Regions from separate parts of the Mus musculus genome. Here region 1 is linked to region 2. The links are chromatin contacts, called in public Hi-C maps. All regions are on one chromosome and are shown on one strand. Each heading gives the region's core, a stretch centred on a gene start, on an enhancer-like site or on the middle of the called end of the contact. The rest is flanking DNA. Distances are from core to core; before and after follow the strand shown.

Region 1 (5,741 bases), core at 585-3,084, 110 kb before region 2:
GAGCCCGGGTCCTCATCTAGCCTGAGAGTTCAAGGAGGCCAAGTGTGGTATGGAAGATATCCGCTGGCTTTATGTTCCATACACTGAGACACTGGAGGGTTCTGGATTCCGTGTGAAAGCATCCCCTGCCTATTTTCTGTGCGACACTGGATTCTCCTCACATCTGTCAAGTTTGTCCTGTGGATTCACAGGTTCTTGATACAACGTCCCAATCCAGGGCACCAGATGATAGCCTCTCTTCTCTGGCCACTTTAAAGTCTAGGCAAGCTACAGTTCCAACATTGGTTCTGCTCATGGATGCACAGCCTTGTCACTGGCTCCCAGTCTGAGCATTTGGCTACCATGTGAGAACCTTTGTCCCAGGACTCACAGAATTAATTGTAAGCAGAGTTGGGGACCGGCAGAGCTATGTTTAAACAGACACCTCAGCAGCAACCACCTGGTGACACCAGAAGTGACCAGGGTCTCCAGAGTATTAGAAGATATGTTTCCTTACATTTTGGACCTGTCCACCACCTAGGTCACTAGAACTGCGGATGCCCCTTCCCATCTTCAATAAGCTGTAACTGGGTGACTGAAGCAATTATTTTAACCACACAAGTCTTATTTGCTGCCCCTGCTGCCCCATAACCCCGCTTCTTGCAAGTCTTCTCCTCCACAAGGAGGAGCCTTGGTCCTATCCTTCACGTCTATGAAGCTGGCATTGATCACCCAACCCCCAGGCTGGAAGCTACAGTAACTAGTAAGACTTTGATAATTCCCTAGAAGCAGGAACTGCCCATCCCTGACAAGGACTTGAGTGGCCGCCAGCTGTCTCTCATTTTGCCTCATGGATTCCATGAGCTTTCTGAGCTTTGTATTGATCCTGTAGCCTACAGTGGGAAGTTCTTCAGTGACCGGCCATGCACTTCTAAAAGGAGAGCATGCCTGCCTGCACAGTGTATGCATATTACAACATCCTGTCATCCATGCGGCCCTGTAGCTTCTCCCTACAGCACCCACTGAGTACCGAAAGCCTAACACAAACCTGTAGTGTGCAGGGGTCAGTAGAGAGCACGTTAAACAGAGGCTAGCATTGCCAGGCTATATCCCAGTAGAAGGGTATAGGAAAGTCTCCTACCCACAAACAACAAACGAGCACAGATCTCAACCACACTGTGTTCTGCAAGTCGGCTGAATAGCTCAAGTTTACTCTCACCCACATCTCTTTCTGTTTCTGTGCCATTGACCTTGAAGCATCTCTTTCCCATAACAAAAAAAATTGCTCGGGACATCTGCATCATGCCCCAAAGCTCTATGGAGTCTCTTGATTCTTTGACCCCTAAGTAAAGCCTGCAAAGGCATAACCATGGATTAGTGACCCCGGCACACCCAAGTCTTTAGCTCTGAGTCTGTGTGAAGCACCTGCAGCCCCTCCAGACACATATTAGATCATTGATTTACTGAAGGCTTTTCTGGGTGGCAGCCTGGGGCGTGAGTTTTTATTCCAAAATTAACACTGAGCCTCAAAACAAACTCTCCCCCTGCTGTAAGCTAAAAATATGAACCAGCAGTTGACTCACGTCCCCACTGCTGTTTGTATAACTCAGGTGGGCGTAAGCCCACCCTAAAGGTGATGTCATTCGTCTCAGGACAGTGAAGCAAGGACAGAAGCAGAGGACCCGGAGTCTGCCTCTTGATGGTTGCCAGCAAGGTTAGCTCGAGTGAGGCTACCCAGCACCGGGCCCTGAGCTTCAGGAAGGAAGGAGGAGATGATCAGCTGTGCTCTAAGTGACCAGTGTTCTGGCCTACTCTGTGGCAAGGAGAAGAACAGCAGAGGCAGCCCCTCACCACCAGAGGGAGCAGGTAGAGAGCCACCAAGATTCTGTCCTTGACCAATGGCACCCATTTCCTCTCCTTGGGTTAGGCATTTCCATGTTCCTGCTGGGACTTTGCATTGCACTTACCATGCTGCACACAGCTGTCATGAAATCTGGCTAGCTCTCAATCAACTATGCAATTTTCTCTGGCAAAATTCTGGCCATTCATGGAATGCCATCGCATTTGCCCTTGATCAACAGTTTGAAGTGAAATCCCCACCCCACTGCCCTGCCCCAGCTCTCAGCTCTAATTTAGCACTGGCATTTCTGGCTACATGGTTCAGGCAAGGCCCCGAGCCTCTCCCAGACACATAAACCAGGTTGATTCCCTGCTTGGTACGAGCTTTAGGGGATGCTCGTGGAAATGTCGGGGATGAAAGTTGCTCTCACAAATGCTTCTCTAGCGTGGGTAGCAAGCAAGGAGGCCTGAAAGCCATAGCAAGAACCGCACCCTTCTGAGGATCAGGACCTCGGTCAGCAGCTGCTGCTTGCAGGGCGGGGTTTGGGCACGACAGAGAGGGGCAAGACAGTTAATGGAGAACTTACCCTCACTCCCATGAATCTGTCCCTGAGAACAATCCACGACAGCAAGAAAACAAATGATTTGTTGCAGCAGAACAGGACGGAGACGTCTGTGGCGTTTATCTTCTTTATTGCGTGTAAGTACAGGTAGTTTGTGAGAGTCCAAAGAACACCAAAAGGTGCTGCCTTGGTAAAGAACACTTTCAGAGTCAAGCCATTGTCTCCAAAGAACCGACAGCATTCCCTAAAATGAGGGGAGGGGAGGGGGAGGGGGAGGGGAGCAGAGGGGAGGGGAGAGAGAGAGAGAGAGAGAGAGTTAGTTAGTTATCATCTTGGGTTCATACAAACCATGACTTACCTTCTACTCAGCTAATAAGCAAAAGAAAAATTAACAGGGAGGGGAATGTGGTTCATTTGGTGGAACGTTTTTGCCTAGCATGCAAGAAGTCCTCGTTTCCATCCCCAGCCCTGCAGGCACAACCCTGTAATTCCAGCATTTGGGAGGTGGAGGGAGGGATTGGAGATTCAAAATCATCCTTAACATACAGCAAGTTTGAAGCCAACTTGGTATACGTGAGCTCCTGCCTCAAAGTGGGGGAAACAAAACAAAAAAGGACTAGGTCTCTTAGTTGCTATTATTTTTATTATCTATCGATGCATATTTGTGTTATTGGGCCCGCAGAGGCCAGAGGGGATGGTTGGTCCCCAGGAGCTGCAGTGAGAGGTGACGGTGAGCAGCCCCACACTGTGGCATGATGTCACCGGCTGTTGTTCCTTCTGCTTACTCCATGGAGTGGCAGCTTTCATGGCAGGTGTGCCAGGATTATCTGACCGGAAGACTCAAGTCCATAGGAGCTGACTGTGGGGTTCAGTAACTTTCAAGTGGAAGATGAAAGTCACTGGCTGGAGCATCTGACCCATGACTCATGGGTCGAAGGCTCAACAAGAGGGTTGTAAACTTACTTTGACACTGAGATCCATCCTGCAGCTTGACGGTGTGGTTTTCAAAGGCGAGCATTGTGGGTGAGGATATCAAGTCACAATGTGTAGAGGCTGGAGCACCCCTGTGTGGGCTAGAGCATTTTTTATTTGTCTTTTCTGATGGGGAAGGTGGTGAATAAGAATGGGTAGTTTTCCTTCGTGGTTAGGCAGAGATAAGCACTGTAGAAAGACTTATTTGACTCTGTGTGTGCATGTGCGCGTGCTTATGCATGCCTGTGTGGATTTTGTGCAAGTGCCCATGGAGGCCAGAAAAGGGTGTCAGATTCCCCAGAAGCTAGAATTATAGGCAGTTGCAAGCTGCTTTATATGGATGCTGGGAACTGAGCATGGGTCTTTTGCAAATGCAGCAAATGTTTATGACTACAGAGCCATCTTTCCAGCCATTGGATGAGCAGTTTTTGAGCACACGAATACATTCTGGCTATAATACAAATAGTTTGAACTACCTGCAAATCTTCTCCCTTCATTTGTTTGTTTTTTTTCAAGACAGGGTTTCTCTGTGTAGCCCTGGCTCTCCTGGAACTCACTTTGTAGACCAGGTTGGCCTTGAACTCAGCAATCTGCCTGCCTCTGCCTCCCAAGTGCTGGGATTAAAGGTGTGCGCCATCACCGCCTCACTCTCCCTTCTTTACACTATCATGTGAACATTCATGTCTCCCCTTCCCTAAGCCTGCCCAGAAGAGAAGCAGCTAGTGCATCCAGGAGATCAGGTTCTTACAAGATGGCACCAGGCAGAACACACTTCAGAAGAAACCTTTCAGACAATTCCAGATTTTCCAAGGAGAGTTCACTGGTATTTTAAAAATGTTTAAGCAAAGCAAAGCCTGCCTTTCTTTCACAGTCAGTGAAAGAGGCAGAGCAGGGGAGGCCTAAGGGATGATAAACATGGAGAGCCCGTGGAGAGAGGTGCTGAGCCATGGCTTTCTGGGAATGAAGACCCTGGTGAGGAGGATCCAGACTCGGCAAGTGCTGTCCCCAGAGGTCCCTGGTCCAGACTCACAGACATGGTGTAGCTCCATGGCAGCTGTCCAGAAAGGAAAGCAGCTGGCCTGTGACTTAGAAGTGGATTCAGGCCTTACTAATCCTTACAGAGTTTAAGAAAAGACATCACTAGCCAAATACCAAGTACACTAGAGTGGGGAGTAGTCTTCTTAGAGTCACATAATATTAAAATCCAGCAATGGAAGAAAATTAAAATCAGGAGCCAAAGGAGATTTGATAGTACTTTGAATTTAATTTAATTTTTCTAATAAGCAATCTAAAATGCAGGTTGTGTTGTTTACTGGTAAACTATGATGTAGGCATGGAAGAAACAGAAAAATTATTTGGGAGGGACCTGAAGTCCTGTGAGGAGGGAACAGGTAGAATTGCATTTCCGGTTCAAAGAACATGACAGCGTTTTGCCACCTATGCTGATCCTAGGAGTCCCGTGTGGCTTCTCAACAAGCCAGTACTGAGTAGAATGTCCCGGTTCCTAAACAGGCTACGAACTGATTGGTGGTGTTGCTGCTATTCTAGTTCCTCCTTCCTCAAAGGCTGGTGTCTGCTGTGAGATGTTATAGTGTTCCCACTTCACGCTCTGTGGTGTTGCTCAAGCCCCTGTGGGTCCCTGCAGGAAGGAGAACAACTTCCTTCATGTCTTGATAGCTGTTACACACTTCCATGACTACACCAGCAGGGTCACAGGTTCTGTCCTGGTGTGAATACAAACTCACTTTCTGTACTTCATAAGGGATCACCATCTGTTATGGCAAATCTCAAAGGTCCCTCGAAGGTCCTCACTCTTCGTTCCTTAGCCAGTGGTACTATTTGGGAGGCTGAGAAACCTTGAGGAGGTAGGACTGGCTGGTGTGAACAGGTCACAAGGGTGGGCCCTGAAAGCCATACCCAGCCCCTAGGTTGTTCCTGCCACACATTCTCTGCTTCCTGATCCATCAAGACATGAATCACCTTAAGCTCAGGTTCTGCCATGCCTGCTCCACCATGATGTATTGAAGCCTTCTGCAACAGTGAACTGAGCTGTGCCTATCAGAGACTGTGCTAAACACAACATGTGAAAGTAACTAGGACAGAGTGCTAGAAGTCCACAACCCACTGGTCAAGATCGGTGTGTGTGTGTGTGTGTGTGTGTGTGTGTGTTTGTGTTTGTGTTATAAAGCACGATTTGTGCTGTGTCATGGCCATCCAAAGGCAGCTAGACAGCTTACATCCTCTCTGCAAATCTATTTGACTTCTCCAAATCCTGACAGTGGTGGAAAAGTGGAGGAAGGGGAGACATAGACTGACTTCCCAAGCTGCTAAAAAGGTGGAGCTGAGTGGGCCCCTGACAGGAAGTAGAAATACAAGGGTTATGGATCC
Region 2 (5,627 bases), core at 1,161-3,660:
GCCAGGGTGACTCAGGAGGAGAGCCATTTTCTCACTGGGCTATATGTGTGTGCGCTGTCTGTGACCATGCCTGAAGGCTGGGTTAGGTGGCTTGGTCCTCTCTTCCATTGTTTCGAGAGTGAAGTGTTTCTCACTCCATATATGTACATGTCTGCCCATGTGTGAGTGAGTGTGTGTATGTGTGTGTGTATGTTATCTGCTTGTGTGTGTGTGTATGGTATCTGCCTCTGTGTGTATGTGTGTGTGTATGTTATCTGCTTGTGTGTGTGTGTGTATGGTATCTGCCTCTGTGTGTGTGTGTCTTCCTGCCTGCCTGCTTCTCTTTGTGTGTGTGTGTGTGTGTGTGTGTGTGTGTGTGTGTGTGTGAGGGAGAGAGAGAGAGAGAGAGAGAGAGAGAGAGAGAATGCACAATGAAAGCAACTTAGGGGAGAAAGGGCTGATTTGGGCTCATGGTTTAAGTGTTGAGTTCATTGTGGCAGGAAGACATGGTGACAGGAGTGGGAGGCAGCTGGTCACATGGCATCCTCCATCAGGAAGCAGAGAGAGATGGATTCTGGTGCTCAGCTCACCCTCTGTTATTTATTCAGTTTGGAACCTCAGTCCACAAAATGGCACCCCCCCCCCACACACACACACATTCAGGTAGGTCTTCCTATCTCTGCTAGCCTAATCTGGAAATGTTCTCACAGGCATGCCCAGAAGTTTGCCTCTTAGGTGATTCTAGATCCTGTGAGGTTGATTGTCATTATTAACACCACAAGCAGCTACAGATCTTGAACCTATGAATTTGAATTTGGGGGAAATTAGGAGCTAGGACAAGGTCAGAGTTGCAGTGTATAGCAGGAGGAGGACACACACACACACACACACACACACACAAAGAAAGAAAGGGGAGGGGGAGAGAGAGGGGGAGGGAGAGAGAGAATGCATTTCTGTGTCTAGAAGCAGTGAATCCTGGGAATTTGTCTTAGGTTGGAGTGGCACGCCATCTCTCAGGCTGCCTCTGTCAGCAGGTAGCATGGCCACCAAGTAGCCTCTAAGAACATAAGGCAAAGCATGTATTGAGGTCAGGGAATCCCTCCTTTGCGCCAGCTACTTACTGGAGGTTATAAGGTGCAGTAGAGCAACTTTGCTTTGGGCATCTTCTCTATTAAGCTCAGGGCCAGGTTCCTCACCCTATTAGCAAGTGGCTGGCTGAGTCTCTCAGGTACCCAGCAGTCCCTCTGTGATGGGGACAGGCCACATGCTTTGTCCTAAGTCTACAACAAAGATTAAATGAATAGTAACTCACATAAGACCCCCAGAATGTACCTAGTGCAAGTGGCTCCTTGGATGACTGTCCTTTAAGGTCTTTCCATCTGCCATGGGGTAGGAAGCTTGGGGAGTGGGACTGGAATAGATCTACAAAGGTTTAATGTGTCCAGCTGGGAACAACATAATTCCCCTTTTTGGTATCCATCCACCCAGGGAAAATTCATCAGCTGTTGAGTCTCAGCTCCCCATGGGATGGGCACAGGGCTGTGTGTCATGTGGTTCAGGATGCCCCTATGACAGGCAAGGCGTTCCTCAGCAGAACATTCATCTAGGGAGCCACAGACAAGAACCCCAGAGACACAGAAAAGTTCCTAGGCAGACAGCAATGTCCCTTGCTGTGATACATCGCATACAAGAGCCCAGGGGCTGTGGCATAGAAGCTGAGGTCACAGTTGGATCACTGTCTATACCAGGCTGTTAGGGCTCTCCGCCAACTCACATTGTTCCAGACCAGAAGGAGTCCCTGGAATGAAGACACACATTTCTGACTTTGCCACTGTAGCTCCCACACTGTGGAGGTTGATTTGCATAAGCTTACCCGAGCTCAGGGTCACACAGATTGCTGGTGACACCTCGTTTTCCAGTGTGTCTGTGAGGGTGTTTCTGGAAAGATCAGCATTTAAAGCTGAACACAGTCCAGTGTGGATGGTGACCATTCAGATTTTAAGGACCCTGGACAGGACAGGTAGAGGAGGGGGAAGTTACTCTAAGTTGTGACACCAATCTTCTCCTGGTTCTGGTGTCTTTGGACTTGGACTAGAAACTACACAGTTAGCTTTCCTGGTTCCCCTGCTAACAGACAGCAGAGGTGGGGAGCTCTTGGCCTCTGTCATCACATAAAGCAGTCCCACCACGCATTCCTCAAAACAGCCTATTGGGCATGTCTCTCTGCAGACCCCTGACTAGTGCGCTCTAAGCTATAGACATGGTAAGGAACTACATGGCTCAGCCTTGCTTGATAGAGGAGGCTTCCCACCCAGGGATCGGTCCTTAGTCTACACCAGTTCTAGCTGAGGAGGACAGTCTGGAACAGACATCTTTCCCACCCTAGCCAGACTGCTGCCAGATGCTCAGATCTGGAGCCCAGAGATGAGGTGCAGAGTCTAGGTCTTTGGTGCCAGCTCTGTGGAGGAGTCTTAGCTCATGCTGTTGGCTGTCTACAGTCCCTGGCCCTGCCTCTTTTCTCCCTGGACTGGTTGCTAAAAATTCCATGAACAGATTCCATGCAAGTCCCAATGTCTTCACAGTACAATTCCATGTACTCAGGGTATCAGATATCAGGTCCTGGATACCACATGTGCTATCCACAAACCCTTCCTCCTGAGCCACAAGGGAGGTGAGAGACATACTTCTCATGTGTGACAAGCCCATTGGCTTAGAGGAGAAGAAAGTTAGTTTCTCAAGTCACTGCAGCATGCAGAGCTAAGAGTCTCAGTCACCTTTCTCTCTAGCTTCAGAGATACCCTGGGGGTGACTTCATGCTTCATGGTTATCTCTTGAGACCCACATGCCTCTTCCTAGACTGGAGTCCCTCCTGCCACTGGGACGGTAGGGTATGGTGAACAGAGCCTTCAGTTTTCTGGCAGATGGTCAGCAGAGTCACAGACACTGAGGTCTTTATGCCAAGACCCATTAATGGTCACTGTTGTAAATAATGGTGACTCTCTGGCAAGCCATCTTGTCCTTCCCAGCTTGGGATGGCTCCTCAGAGAGGTTTGCTGCCGTGTGATGCCAGAGTGGCAAGGTCACGTGGCGGGTGATCTGAACACGGCTCTGCACCTCCTCTTCCTCCTGATCATTATTGATGCCGAAGAAGAACAGCTCTGTGGTCAAGAGGGAACTGCAGCTGCAGGACTCTGGTGGGTGACATAACTGTTCAGCAGGGATCTAGATGCTTCCAGGGACATGAACCTTTGGGGGAGCATCCCAGACCATCATAGACCTTTGGAGGTTGTCTAAAGGTCACACTCTGATCCTAAATTCAGAGAGCATCCCAGCACCATGACATCATACTGCTATGGGGGAGCACAGCAAGACACTTCAGAGGCTCTTGACCTCCAAGAAGCAAAGTCCAGAGAAAGAGCTGGCAAGCAATGATCTAGACCAAGCCTAGCCTCTGTTGGGTCCAATGGACAGAGTCCTATCTATGCCAGATGCTCAGATGAAGAAGAGGCAGACTTGGGCTGGACAGCAGGACAGCCACTTTGGAGAACCGTACGCAGATCATCTTCATCATGCCTCAGCTTTTCCATCTGTGTGACAGTGTCCGTGTGTCCTTCTCAAACTGCAGTGGGCAGGAAGTAACAACTTTTTCATATGCCTGACCTTTTCATATTAAACCTTCTTCTTGCTGGGGTAGGACTTGAGATGGCTTCCCTGTATACTACAAAGGTGGCTATTCTGTAACTGTTTTACGTGTGTCTGTGTGTGCATGTGTGTGTCTGTTGTGTGAATGCATACCAGTATGCAAGCGCATGTGTGCATGCCCATAGACTCAGAGGACAGCCCTAGCTATCATTCTTCAGGCTCTGCCTACCTTGTTTGTTTGTTTGTTTGTTTGTTTGTTTTGAGACAGGGTCTCTCACTGGTTCTGGGACTCACTAAGTAGTTTAGTCTTGCTGGCCAGTGACAACCCTTGTAGGGACTGTCTGCCTCTGCATCCTCAGTGCTGGGATTAGAATGCACGCAGGACACCCAGCTGTGCTTTTGTTTTGCTTTGTTTTGTTTTTTTGTTTTTTTGTTTTTTTTGAGGCAGGGTTTCTCTGCATAGCTCTGACTACCCTGGAACTCACTCTATAGACTAGGCTGGCCTCGATCACAAAGATCTGCCTGCCTCTGCTTCTTGAATGCTGGGATTAAAGGTGTGGGCCACCATTGACCAGCTGCCATATGTACACATATATGTATGTATATGAGTACACATATACACATATGTAAAGTATACTCATATAAATTATATATAATATATAAAATAATATAGAATATATAATATAACATATTTATATGCATAAATTTTATATAGTATATATAAATCATATAAATATAAACATGTTTATAAGTGTATATTTATAAATATATACATGTATGCATATACACACACATATATACAGACATACAGACATATATATGTATATATACTTTTAAATGTGGTCTCTGGTGATCAAACTCAGATCCTCATTATTGCCACGTAAGAACTTTACTGACTGAGCCATCTTTCCAGCTCTTATCTCACTGGGCCTCATGTCCTAAAGGTTCTACAACTCCCCAATGGCACAACACCATCTGGGGATGAATATGTAGGGGTCATTTATACCCAAATCATAACAGCTGATGGGGGGGGATCACAGAGATAAGCTGAGCAGAAACTCACACTCACACTGTGATGGAGAAAGCCTGAGTTTTGCGCTACGACACCACCACTGTGATGCTTGGCACATTGGTTAGGAGCTTGGAAATTTGTGTTTACAGGTGACGTGGTGGATGTGGAACTTTTCATTGTTTTTATTTATCAGGATACTTTTCAGAAATACATCATTACTTTTTATTTATTATTGCAAAACAGAATAGCAGCCCCCCCCCCTTGCCCCCAAGTCATAGCATCTATTTGCTGAGTGCCAGGAAGATATTTTTCTTAGTTTCTCCATGAAGGCTAAAGAGAGCTGCCCTTGAGAAAAGCATCAGTCACACTCCTGTGATGCTTGCTTCTACACAAACCTCCCTATCCAGAGCTTATTCAGACGAGGGGATCATAGTTCATCCTGCCAGCTGTTCAACAGCAACCAAGAAGCCTTGAAATGTAACGTTTCAAAGTATCACTTAAAACCCGTGGGCAGAGAGGCCACCACTGTGGTTACTAAGCTCAGAAAAGCTACAAGGAAGAGCGGGTCCTTTTCAGCTGCTTCTTAGAACAAGGGGAGGAGGCAGAACAGGAAAGACTCCTATAAATGTCTGTGGCGTGCAGATCCTCTGCAGCCCCTACTATGCTTGCATTAGTACACGGTTTTACGAGACATATTTGCTTCTACTCTTGTAATGGGGGGGGGGGGAGGAGAAAGCTGGCATAGCTTCTCAGTAATCACACACCCCCGAAATCCCCACTCCAACCCCCACCCCATTCCCACCCCAACTCCACTCTGCCCCCACCCCTCCCCCTGCCTCCTCCTCCCCTGCCCCAGGGCACTGAGCAGAGAAAAGAAAAAGATTGCTAGAGACTGAGGCAGCAGAGGAGCCCTTAGGAGAAGGTAGTGTGGGTCCATGGCAGGGGAGCATAGAGCAGCTGCTTGCCCATGTCTCAGTGGATCAGGAAGCATGGA

The links. A called contact is a pair of places that touch in the nucleus more often than the background predicts.
Region 1: a Hi-C map of cerebral cortex shows a contact between it and region 2, with 2.4 times the contacts expected there. The contact joins two enhancer-like sites. A contact is called at or near these places in 3 of 15 datasets of contacts at CTCF or cohesin (embryonic stem cells, large pre-B cells and stem cell-derived epiblast-like cells), 74 of 484 Hi-C or Micro-C datasets (the 63-12 cell line, the AML12 cell line, the AtT-20 cell line and 35 more), 4 of 115 datasets of contacts at active chromatin or transcription factors (embryonic stem cells, epiblast stem cells and stem cell-derived neural progenitor cells) and 1 of 9 other capture datasets (embryonic stem cells).

The regions. Positions count from the first base shown.
Region 1 is chr8:126,378,999-126,384,739 of GRCm38.p6, reverse strand. Slc35f3 (solute carrier family 35, member F3) reads right to left here. Exons shown (of 8, transcript NM_001363500.1): 4 at 2,406-2,625. Among named protein-coding and RNA genes, the nearest start is that of Gm51604, 41 kb to the left of the region's middle. Within about 2 kb of position 1,834, at least 14 of the 459 cell types and tissues checked have an H3K27ac peak or open chromatin away from gene starts, as enhancers often do. A contact at or near this core is called in cerebral cortex, where this site is marked.
Region 2 is chr8:126,269,419-126,275,045 of GRCm38.p6, reverse strand. All of the region lies in intron 2 of Slc35f3 (solute carrier family 35, member F3), which reads right to left. Among named protein-coding and RNA genes, the nearest start is that of Gm31165, 19 kb to the left of the region's middle. Within about 2 kb of position 2,410, at least 12 of the 459 cell types and tissues checked have an H3K27ac peak or open chromatin away from gene starts, as enhancers often do. A contact at or near this core is called in cerebral cortex, where this site is marked.